2 separate regions of the Mus musculus genome follow, and region 2 is linked to region 1. A link is a contact called in public Hi-C data. All regions are on one chromosome and are shown on one strand. Each heading gives the region's core, a stretch centred on a gene start, on an enhancer-like site or on the middle of the called end of the contact. The rest is flanking DNA. Distances are from core to core; before and after follow the strand shown.

Region 1 (4,700 bases), core at 1,528-4,027:
TGCTCCTCCAGGACACAGGTACATTTATTCTAAGTCCATATGAAAAATGAAAACATAAATGGGAAGAGTCAGGAGAGCCCTGGAAACCATCAGCAATGGCAGAGGTGTGGGGTTAAAAATACTCTAAAGGGGGATGACCATGTAGCTCAATGGAAGAGTGTTTCCCCAGCGTGCACAAGGTCCTGAGTTTAATCCCCAGCACCACAAACAAACAAACTTACTATGTAATACTAAAAACAAGGGGCTGAAGGGTGCACGTGACGGCACACGTCTTTAATCCCATACTTGGTAGGAAGAAGCAAGCAGCCTGTTCTAGAAATTGAATTCCAGGGCATCCAAGGTACACAGAAAAACCCTGTCTCAAAAAAAAAACAAAACAAAAAAAAAAAACAGACAAACAAATAAATGGGCCTAAAAAAATGACTCAGTGTATAAGAACATGTTCTGTTCTTACAAAGGACCAGGCATGATTTGGTTCCCAGCACCCAAATGGTAGCTTACAGCCTCCTGAAACTCTGCTACAGGAGATCCCAGAGCCTGTTTTGGCCTCCTTGGGCTCCTCCATACACACAGAGCAAATATAGACATGTATAACACACACACACACACACACTTCCTCATCTTTTGTACAAATGCCCACCTATTCCTAACAGTGTAACACTATTACAAAAGGAAACCAAATATGGAAGAGGCTAGAAGGTCATCTACACACCCACATCATGAAAGGAGTTTAAATAATATAGCATTTCCATCCAGAGCAACACAGGCTTTGCTGAGGGTCCTTGGTGCAATTGGGTAAATTCAAAAGAGATCAATAACCAGAAATAAAATGTAAAGTCATGCATGAGTGTGTGATTGCTTCATGATCTGGGCATGAGAAATCCTTCCTAAATACTGTCAGAGATTCCATAGAAGTAGAGGTAATGTCAAAGTGGCAAATTGAAAAGAAACACCTGCAAGGTTTTTTTTTTTTAAGTTTGTTTGTTTGTGTGTTTGGGTTTTTTTGTTTTGTTTTGTGTTTTTTTGTTTTTGCTTTTGTTTTTCAAGACAGGGTTCCCCTGTGTATCCCTGGCTGTCCTGGAACTCACTCTGGAGACCAGACTGGCCTCGAAATCAGAAATCTGCCTGACTCTGCCTCCCAAGTGCTGCCACCATTGCCTGGTTTAGTATTTTTTTAGATTTATTTATGCATTATGTGTACAGTGTTCTGCCTGCATGTATGCCTGAAGGCCAGTAGAGGGCACCAGATCTCATTATAGATGGTTGTTAGCCACCATGTGGTTGCTGGAAATTGAACTGGGGCCTCTTGAAGAGCAGCCAGTGCTCTTAACCTCTGAGACATTTCTCCAGCTCCAACACCCACAAGTTTTAATGCAGACTAATCCACTTCCTATGAAGAGTTCCAGAAGTGGAGAAGGAAAAAGCAAAGAATAGGGCAAGTGTCATGTACTGACCTTTCTTAGGAAAATGGATGTTAGCTAGAGTGCTCCATGTACAGGTAAACGCAGGCATGAGACTTGAGTGGGACAGATGCAAACCAAGGCTTAAGACCTATTCTCAGCCAACAGGCTAATGGAAAGCCCCAAAACCTGCTTTAACAATTCAAACAAGCCAGCTAGGCACCACTGGATACCAACCAGCAAAGTACCTGGGCCTGTCAGAAGCCCTGGCAGCCCAGACAAACTGTTCCCTCGATCTAGCTCAAGAGGCTCTAATGCAAGAGCAGGAAGCATTCCGCCTACAAGGCTTTCTCTGTATCCTCTAGATCAGGAGCAACTCTATGGAAGGTACAGCTTTGAGCCAGGGTAAAACAACACCCCAGACAATCCCAAACCCAGTTTTGTAATTCTGTGAGACACAAGGGGCCAGACACAGATATATGAGTAGCTAATTGTCAGCTAACTACAGAAGGAATCAACTGAAACACAATTCATAGATTCACTATTATGTAACAAACAAGATGGCTCAACTATAAAAGACACTTGCTGCCAAACCTAAGGATCTCACACACACACACTCACACACACACACACACACACACACACATCTTTAAACACACACACACACACACACACACACAGTCTTAAAGTCTTTTGAGACAGAGTCTCTCTGGCTCATAACCCTGACTATCTTGAAACTCACTATGCAAACTAGACTTTCTCAAATTCAGAGAGATCTGCTTGCCTTTGCCTGGAATGCTGGGATTAAGGACACACACCACCTTTCCCAACACTCAACATCTTTTTGAAAAGCAATAGCAACTCAGAATAAAAGTGGGGAGGGGTACAAGTTACTTAACAGGTCTTCATCGAAAATGCAATTTTATTTAAACACTAGGGAAGTTGTTCTAGGATTCCTGTATTTTGATTTTCGATATTTTGATTTGATATTTGATATCTTACACAGTTGGGGCTGACCTAGACCAAGAATGTGATTTTGACCCAGACCTTGAATTCCCGTTCTTTCAGGTTCCCACCTTCCAAAGGCAGGGCTTAAAGTTCTGTGTTAATACAAATACGGGGCTCTGGAATCTTGAATCCTAATTGCCACGCCCCACCAGAGTTTTCCTTTTTGCCACGCCCCTCTGCCCGAACTGCATTTCCCAACATTCTTCCAGCTCCGCTGTCAGCGGTCATTGTGATGTCATTCCACAGCCCTCGGGGAAATGTAGTTTGTTTAGTCTCCAGCTAGAGAAAGATCTGGGGCTGTGGACTACCACTCCCGTGAGGTAGTGCGCAGTCCCACCTTATAAGCGGCGTCTTCGAACGCGCCGCGGCAGCCATGTTGATCGTGGCTAGCACAGGGGCCGGCACCAGCGGGTTTTAGAAGCAGGTGTCATGATGTTGTCCGCGGTGTTGAGGAGAACCACGCCAGCGCCTCGGCTCTTCCTAGGGTTAATCAAATCTCCATCTCTCCAAAGCCGGGGAGGTGCTTACGGCCGTGGCGTTGTCACCGGAGACCGCGGGGAGCCGCAGCGGTTGAGAGCTGCCGCTTGGGTGCGCCCTGGAGCATCTTCTACCTTCGTCCCCGGACGGGGGGCAGCCACCTGGGGGCGCCGTGGAGAACGCACCGAGATCCCATACCTGACTGCCGCCTCGTCGGAACGCGGTCCTAGCCCCGAAGAAACACTCCCGGGACAAGACAGCTGGAATGGGGTCCCCAACAAGACGGGTCTGGGCATGTGGGCCTTGGCCATGGCGCTGGTGGTTCAGTGCTACAGCAAGAATCCATCCAACAAGGGTGATTATGGGGTCAAACTGGGTTCAAGGGAGAGGTGGGTGGGTGGGTCATGACTCCTTTGGAAGGTTGAAGGTATTTGTAAATTTAAACCCGCATAACCTTACCTTGAAGAAACCCAGTTACCTTCTGCTGCCAGGAGCAGCAGATGGAAAACTCACTGAAGTTACATCATTTCCCATCGTAGGTCTAGCACCCTCTTTGGGATCAGTTTGTATACAAGTATAATTGGGGACATTGGACTGACTAATTACAGCCCGGTCCTTTTATGTACCAATATTATATCTTGTCCATTAGTCTTTCAAGAGGTCTCCAGGAAGCCTCAACAGCTTTAGGGACCGCCTCTACATGTTTTTCTGCGTACATAGGTCCAAGGAAGGAGGACACTTGGTTCTGGTGCTAGCCTGACCCCATGTTCCTCTCTAATCTTAGTTTCCCCACTGTCTAATGAAGGCAAGCTCTCAGTGCTCTAATATTTTGACCTTTCCTGGAGTTCAGAGTCTGTTTAGTTGCTTAGAGTTTTGCTTAGTGTCATGTTTAAGATGAGCTGGATACTGTGGAGGGTGTGTGTGTGAAGCCTTGGGGGACAGGGAGTTGGCTGAAAGTTGCTCTCTGGAGACTTACAGCAGTGGGGGAGGGAGGGAGGAGGTGGAGGTAGCTAACTCAGATTGGCTTCTTACCTCAGTTGCTTAGAGTTGAGCAGGAGCTGCAAGGGTGGCCTGGCTGAGCCCAACCTCTCAGGTTTTCAGTTGTCAGTGCCTGCCTGTCCCATGCACCCCAGACTCTGAGATTGTTGAACAAGATTGGAGACCGCCTTGACCTTCCCTTGTTTGTTTAATAAGATGGGGCCGCTTGGAAAGAAAGGACTTCTGGATGAGGAACAAGGACACGGAGGATCTTGTACTGTCTTTGTAAATCTGGACTCTTAATCCTTCTTTGCTGCCCTGCGTTTCCTTTCTATTGAAGAGGGCGTTGAAGTAGGTAGGGCCTTTCTAGTTTAAGCATGCGGGAATTGTATGGTTTCCGCTTGTGCAAACATGAAGGTGGCACTGTGCTTAGCTTGGACCTAGGTGTTCAGAAAATCCCAACTTAAAACCTAGCCAGCTAAGGGGAGAGGGTGCAGCAGCCGGTCATGCAGGGCTAGTGAGTATTACAGAGGATCAGAGAGCTACTGGGGTCAGGATAGCCTTCCTGGAGGACTGGAAGTCCTTGCAAGATGTGGGGCTTGAGCTTGGTTTCTGAAGGATAGCATAGGAAACATAAAGAGGGTGGGGGCCTGTGTAACCCACGAGGGCAGGACCTCCATCTTACCTCTGTTAGTATTTCCTTAATACCAAGCATCTGTCTACCAGCGTGTGACCCAGAGAAGGGAGACATTCACATGTGGTCCTTGGATTGGATTGGATTCCATTCCCAGACTTCAGCTAGCCTCATGTGGACAGGCTAGCAGTTTGGCCAGTGAG
Region 2 (4,700 bases), core at 1,408-3,907, 52 kb after region 1:
TCTGAAGACAGCTACTGCGTACTCATAAATAAATAAATAATTTTTTTTTTAAAGAAGTCCTGGTGAATGAACATGTTAGGGTCTACCTACCATCCATGCAGCAAATCTTCTTTAAGTAAGCACTGAGCCATAGCAGCACAGCATTAACAGACTGAGGTAGATCAAGACACCAGGATTTCATTATCAAAACACAGACACCTCCAAAGTCCTTGAAGAGAGTGTGCTGTAGGAAATGACCACTTGAAGGGTAGAGAAGAGGAGCGTCTTCTCTAATGAGGCCACACCATGTGAACCGCTAAGGCAGCCGCAAGTGACATTTATTGATCTGGTGTTCAACATGTGCTTACTAAAGGAAACCAAGGCAAAACAAAAAAACAAAAAAACAAAAATCACTGATGTCCAAGACCCTGAGAGATGGAGGAGCATCTGCTGCTCCTTCAGAGAACTGGAATTTGGTTCCCAGCACTCATATCAGATGGATCTTGTAACTCTAGCTCTAGAGGATACACACACACACACACACACACACACACACACACAGAATCTTTGGGTTTTTTTTTTTTAAGTAGTGATGTCCAATGCCAACAAAACTGTTTTCTTGCCTTGTATAGAGCTCTGCCAGGCTGCATGTGCCTCTCGCTGAGTGTGCCAAGACCTTAGGCTTCTCCAGAGGCTTGGGAAACAAGCAGGCTAAAAGCTCTTAGGCAAGTTGTTTTATTAATGCCCTGACTCTTCATCATCCTTGTCCAGGTCCACTCAAGAGTCTCATTGCCCCTCCAGGGCCAGTAGTTGTGTATGCCATTTCTCATCACTGCCATAGAGTCAGCAGGGTGGACAGAGGTCTGCCACTCTGGCATTTTGGCCAACTTCAAGATGAAATATATTAGTCAGTTAGGTTAATTGTTTCCTTACTTTTAGCCCTCCAAACCTACATGTGTATATATGTATATATATATATATATATATGTATATATATATATTATCTTTCTCTCCTAGGAAAGAGAGAGAGAGAGTAGTTGGCATGTTTTATTAAAATGAATAAATTTGATGCATTTATAAAAATAAGAAAAAAAGTATGATGGGGTGGCAAAGAGCTAGTCTTGTGATTTTTAACTGATTTACATATTTTGTGTATAAATATTTTTTCATCAAAAGTTCCAAATCAGGGTTGGGTCCCACACACCACACAAAATATATTAGAGACATTTATATGGATAGCAGGAAGGGAGACAGAGGGTTGAAATTTTCCAGGCACCCAGTGATTGATGGGGGCTGAGGCTCCCCCTGACGCTTTATTGAGTTTCCGATGATTATCTCTCGCTGAGACATTTTTTACAGATGACGGTCGAGCTGTCACAATGGACCATGGGGGAAAAAAACCAACAATAATAACACTTTAATCTTTTTACTGCACTGCTCCCTAGTATCCCAGATTCATCTTCCCTGACGCACGCAGTTCATTATTCTGCCCCTCCCTGGATGGGAAATAAAGGGAAATAAATATATATGTAGACACGCTTACCCACATGCATACACACAACACAGAGTATATAAAAGAGACCACCTCAGAACCAGAGAGGGGCAGAATTTATTGTTCTTTTTGCAAGTGTTGAGGTTTATTAGTAGAGATGCTTGGTTGGCTTGGAATTGGCTATTAATTACAGCGTTTTGTATTTGTTTTTTATTGCGAGTTTTTAACATCTTGAAGAAAAGGCAGAAGAGAGGCAAGCAGGTGCAGAGACAGGGATCACTGAGGGACCAAGTTGGACCAGCCAGGTTGCATAGCTGCTGAGAAGCAGGCTTCTTGCTTCTGCTGCCAGCTTGTCCCTACACTTTGGTTAAGATGGGAGCGGGTAAGCAGTGGATGATTACAGAGCAAAGCAAAGGGGTCCAGAGACACTGAGCACCATGCTACTGTGAGAGTCAGGAAAGGCAAGAAATAAAGAAACCGAAGCAGTGCTGAGGTTTGTTACAGACCATTACAGACTCTCTGGTGTTTGCCCTCATTTGCATTTGATGATGGGAGGGTGTGACTTGGATCTGAAAAGCCTCACCTGGTTCTCTAGTAAGGGAATCCTGGACCCAAGAGGACGAGACCCAGAATCAACAAGCAGACTTCAAGTTCCCTGCCAGCCTGTGCTCTCCCCTTCCTTTTCACTGGGTTAGAAGAGATGAGAGGTGCTTCCTGTCAGAAGATGCTGGCCCAGTCTTCCCTTGCATCTGTCACACCTTTGCTGAGCCTGGATGTGCCAGCCTTTTTGTTATACTTGGGGTGGGGGTGGGGATAGGGGCAAGAAGGACCCTGTTGTTAAGGAGAAAGTTTCAAGTCCATTAACTGAGAGCATGGTACCCGTGATACCGTTTTTTAACTAAAGGCTGGACCTGAAGCCAGCCTCAACTATCATGGGCTCCTACATTCTGCAAAGGATAAAGCTGATAAACAGTAGCCATCCTTCAAGAACCCAGTTTCTTCTTGGCAAGGCAAGTGTAACATCTCACTAAAGAAGGATTTTTTGAGTGCTTGCCACATTCAAGAATGTATGCATAAAACAGTCTCAGTCCATGCAGGAGAAAATGTCAACTAAGGTAGTGTGAAACTAGGCATGACTAGAATGCACAGAGCAAGGGCAATCGTGACCTTAGGCTGCTTGAGTCATAAAGTGTGAGTCCACTGTAAGTAAATAAGAGGCCAAAAGGAAGTCATAATCACACCGAAAAGGAGACAAGTGTCTGAGCTGAACAGACAGCCATGGACTGATGGTGCCACTTTAAACCGTCTGCCTGAGCTGAGACTCTGTTTCTTCTCATATGAAATGGCAGCCTAGTACCTCTTGTGAGGAAAATAGTTGATCAAGTGCCTGCCGCACGTAGTGAGAGTTCAATATGCTGGGTGTGGTGGCACACACCTTTAATCCCAACACTCTGGGAGGCAGAGGCGGGTCACTGTCTGTGAGTTGGAGAACAGTCAGGGCTACACAGAAACTCTTGGGAGTGTGGGGGCAATTCAGTAAATATAAACCATTATTTTCTTACCACAGTACTTGTGAGTCTACACTGAACATGAAATAAGCTTCTGCCATTTCCCGTTATTAATGTTAGGGATGGTTCCAACCAAACAGCATGACATCAGAAGAACTCAGATGCCAGGCAGTGCATGCCTTCAATCCCAGCTCTCGGGAGGCAGAGGCAGGTGATTTCTGAGTTTGAGGCCAGCCTGGTCTACAGAGTGAGTTCCAGGACAGCCAGGGCTACACAGAGAAACCCTGTCTCAAAAAACAAACAAAAAAACAACAACAAAAAGGAACTCAGATAATGTCAGATAATATGCACTTCTTCTTACCCACATTTTGCTTTGTTTTTGAGATAGGAACTCAGACTGGCCTTGAACTTGTTTGTTGTGTGCCCTGGGCTGGCCTTGAACTCTCCAAGACTCTTGTTTCTTCAAAATGCTGAGATTATTGGCATATGCCACTAAACCTTATAACCACTTTACCACTTTTTTTTTTTTTTGGCTTATACTTTTAAGTCTATCATCTTTATTTTACTTAGCTCACATATGGTAAAATTTACCATGTAAAATATATAACTTACTGATTTATAATATATTCAGAAGTTATACAATCGTCACCCCAACCCATTTTTAGAACATTTTCATCACATCATAGAAAGTCTCATGCATATTACCAGCTATCCTTCATTTGCCCTCAAGTTCCCAGCTACTAACAATCTACCTCATCTCTATAGATGGCCTAAAGTGGCCGTTCTCTGTACATGGAACCATACCCTGTATCATCATCTTTGACTGACTGACTTAGCGTTATGTTTCATACACATTGTGGCAAATATCATTACTTCATTCCTTTCGATGGCTGAATAATACGCTGTTGTAAATGTTTATTCATCAGTTTATAGATGTTATGTTGTTTCTACCTTTGACTTTTATGAATACATTGCTATAAGTATCTGTGTACTTTTAAAATTATTTATTATTTGAGCTAGGGTCTAATGCTGTAGGCCTGGCAGGCCTGGAAATTACTACATAGACCAGACTGGCCTTGAACTCAGATATAGACCTGCCTCTGCTCCTGAGTGCTATGTACCACCTGGGGTACATAGTGACACCCTCAATCTCTGTCATATTTAATTATTTTGTATTATAGTAAGATTTTAGGCTTAAAATTAATTGTAAGTATGGTAGTTCAGTACCATAACACTAACTATTCGGTATTCCTCATATTACTATCTGTCACACACGTTTTACATAGAACTTAGTATGTGACAGAGCTAAGATGGCAGACTCTGTGACATCTTCACCTTAAATATTTTTCAGCATGGGAAGCAGGCTGTTTGTTTGTTTGTTTGTTTGTTTGTTTGTTTGTTTGTGGCAGTAAGTAGCCAGAGCTACATGGAGGCCATGGAGATTCTTTTTAACTGCTACTGTGGTCCTGGCCCTGGCTGTGGCCCCCTTAGGCATAAAGTAACTTACATTCACAGGTGAGTGGGGCAGAAGCGAGCAGAGTCATGGCAGTCGCTCCCACTGTGGGCAGAGGGGTGTGGGACCTCCCACAAGGACAGGAAAAGCTTCTCTGGAAGAAGAGCCTGCCACCCCTGTGCTGGAGACAATCGGGAAGATGTCTTTGTTGAAAAGGAGATGGTTCACTGGATAATGGCCAGCTGGCCCAAAATCCTGGGCCTCAGGA

Evidence for each region. Hi-C and Micro-C count contacts between places; a contact is called where the count stands out from the background.
Region 2: a contact with region 1 is called in a Hi-C map of 8-cell embryo, with 2.0 times the contacts expected there. The contact joins the enhancer-like site here to the promoter of Clpb in region 1. A contact is called at or near these places in 1 of 484 Hi-C or Micro-C datasets (8-cell embryo), 5 of 115 datasets of contacts at active chromatin or transcription factors (the SCID.adh cell line, bone marrow-derived macrophages and embryonic stem cells) and 1 of 9 other capture datasets (adipose tissue).

Annotation. Positions count from the first base shown.
Region 1 is chr7:101,660,974-101,665,673 of GRCm38.p6, forward strand. Clpb (ClpB caseinolytic peptidase B) reads left to right here and starts at 2,778. Exons shown (of 16, transcript NM_009191.4): 1 at 2,778-3,240. The coding sequence starts at 2,838.
Region 2 is chr7:101,712,729-101,717,428 of GRCm38.p6, forward strand. All of the region lies in intron 4 of Clpb (ClpB caseinolytic peptidase B), which reads left to right. Among named protein-coding and RNA genes, the nearest start is that of Clpb, 51 kb to the left of the region's middle. Within about 2 kb of position 2,658, at least 15 of the 459 cell types and tissues checked have an H3K27ac peak or open chromatin away from gene starts, as enhancers often do. A contact at or near this core is called in 8-cell embryo, where this site is marked.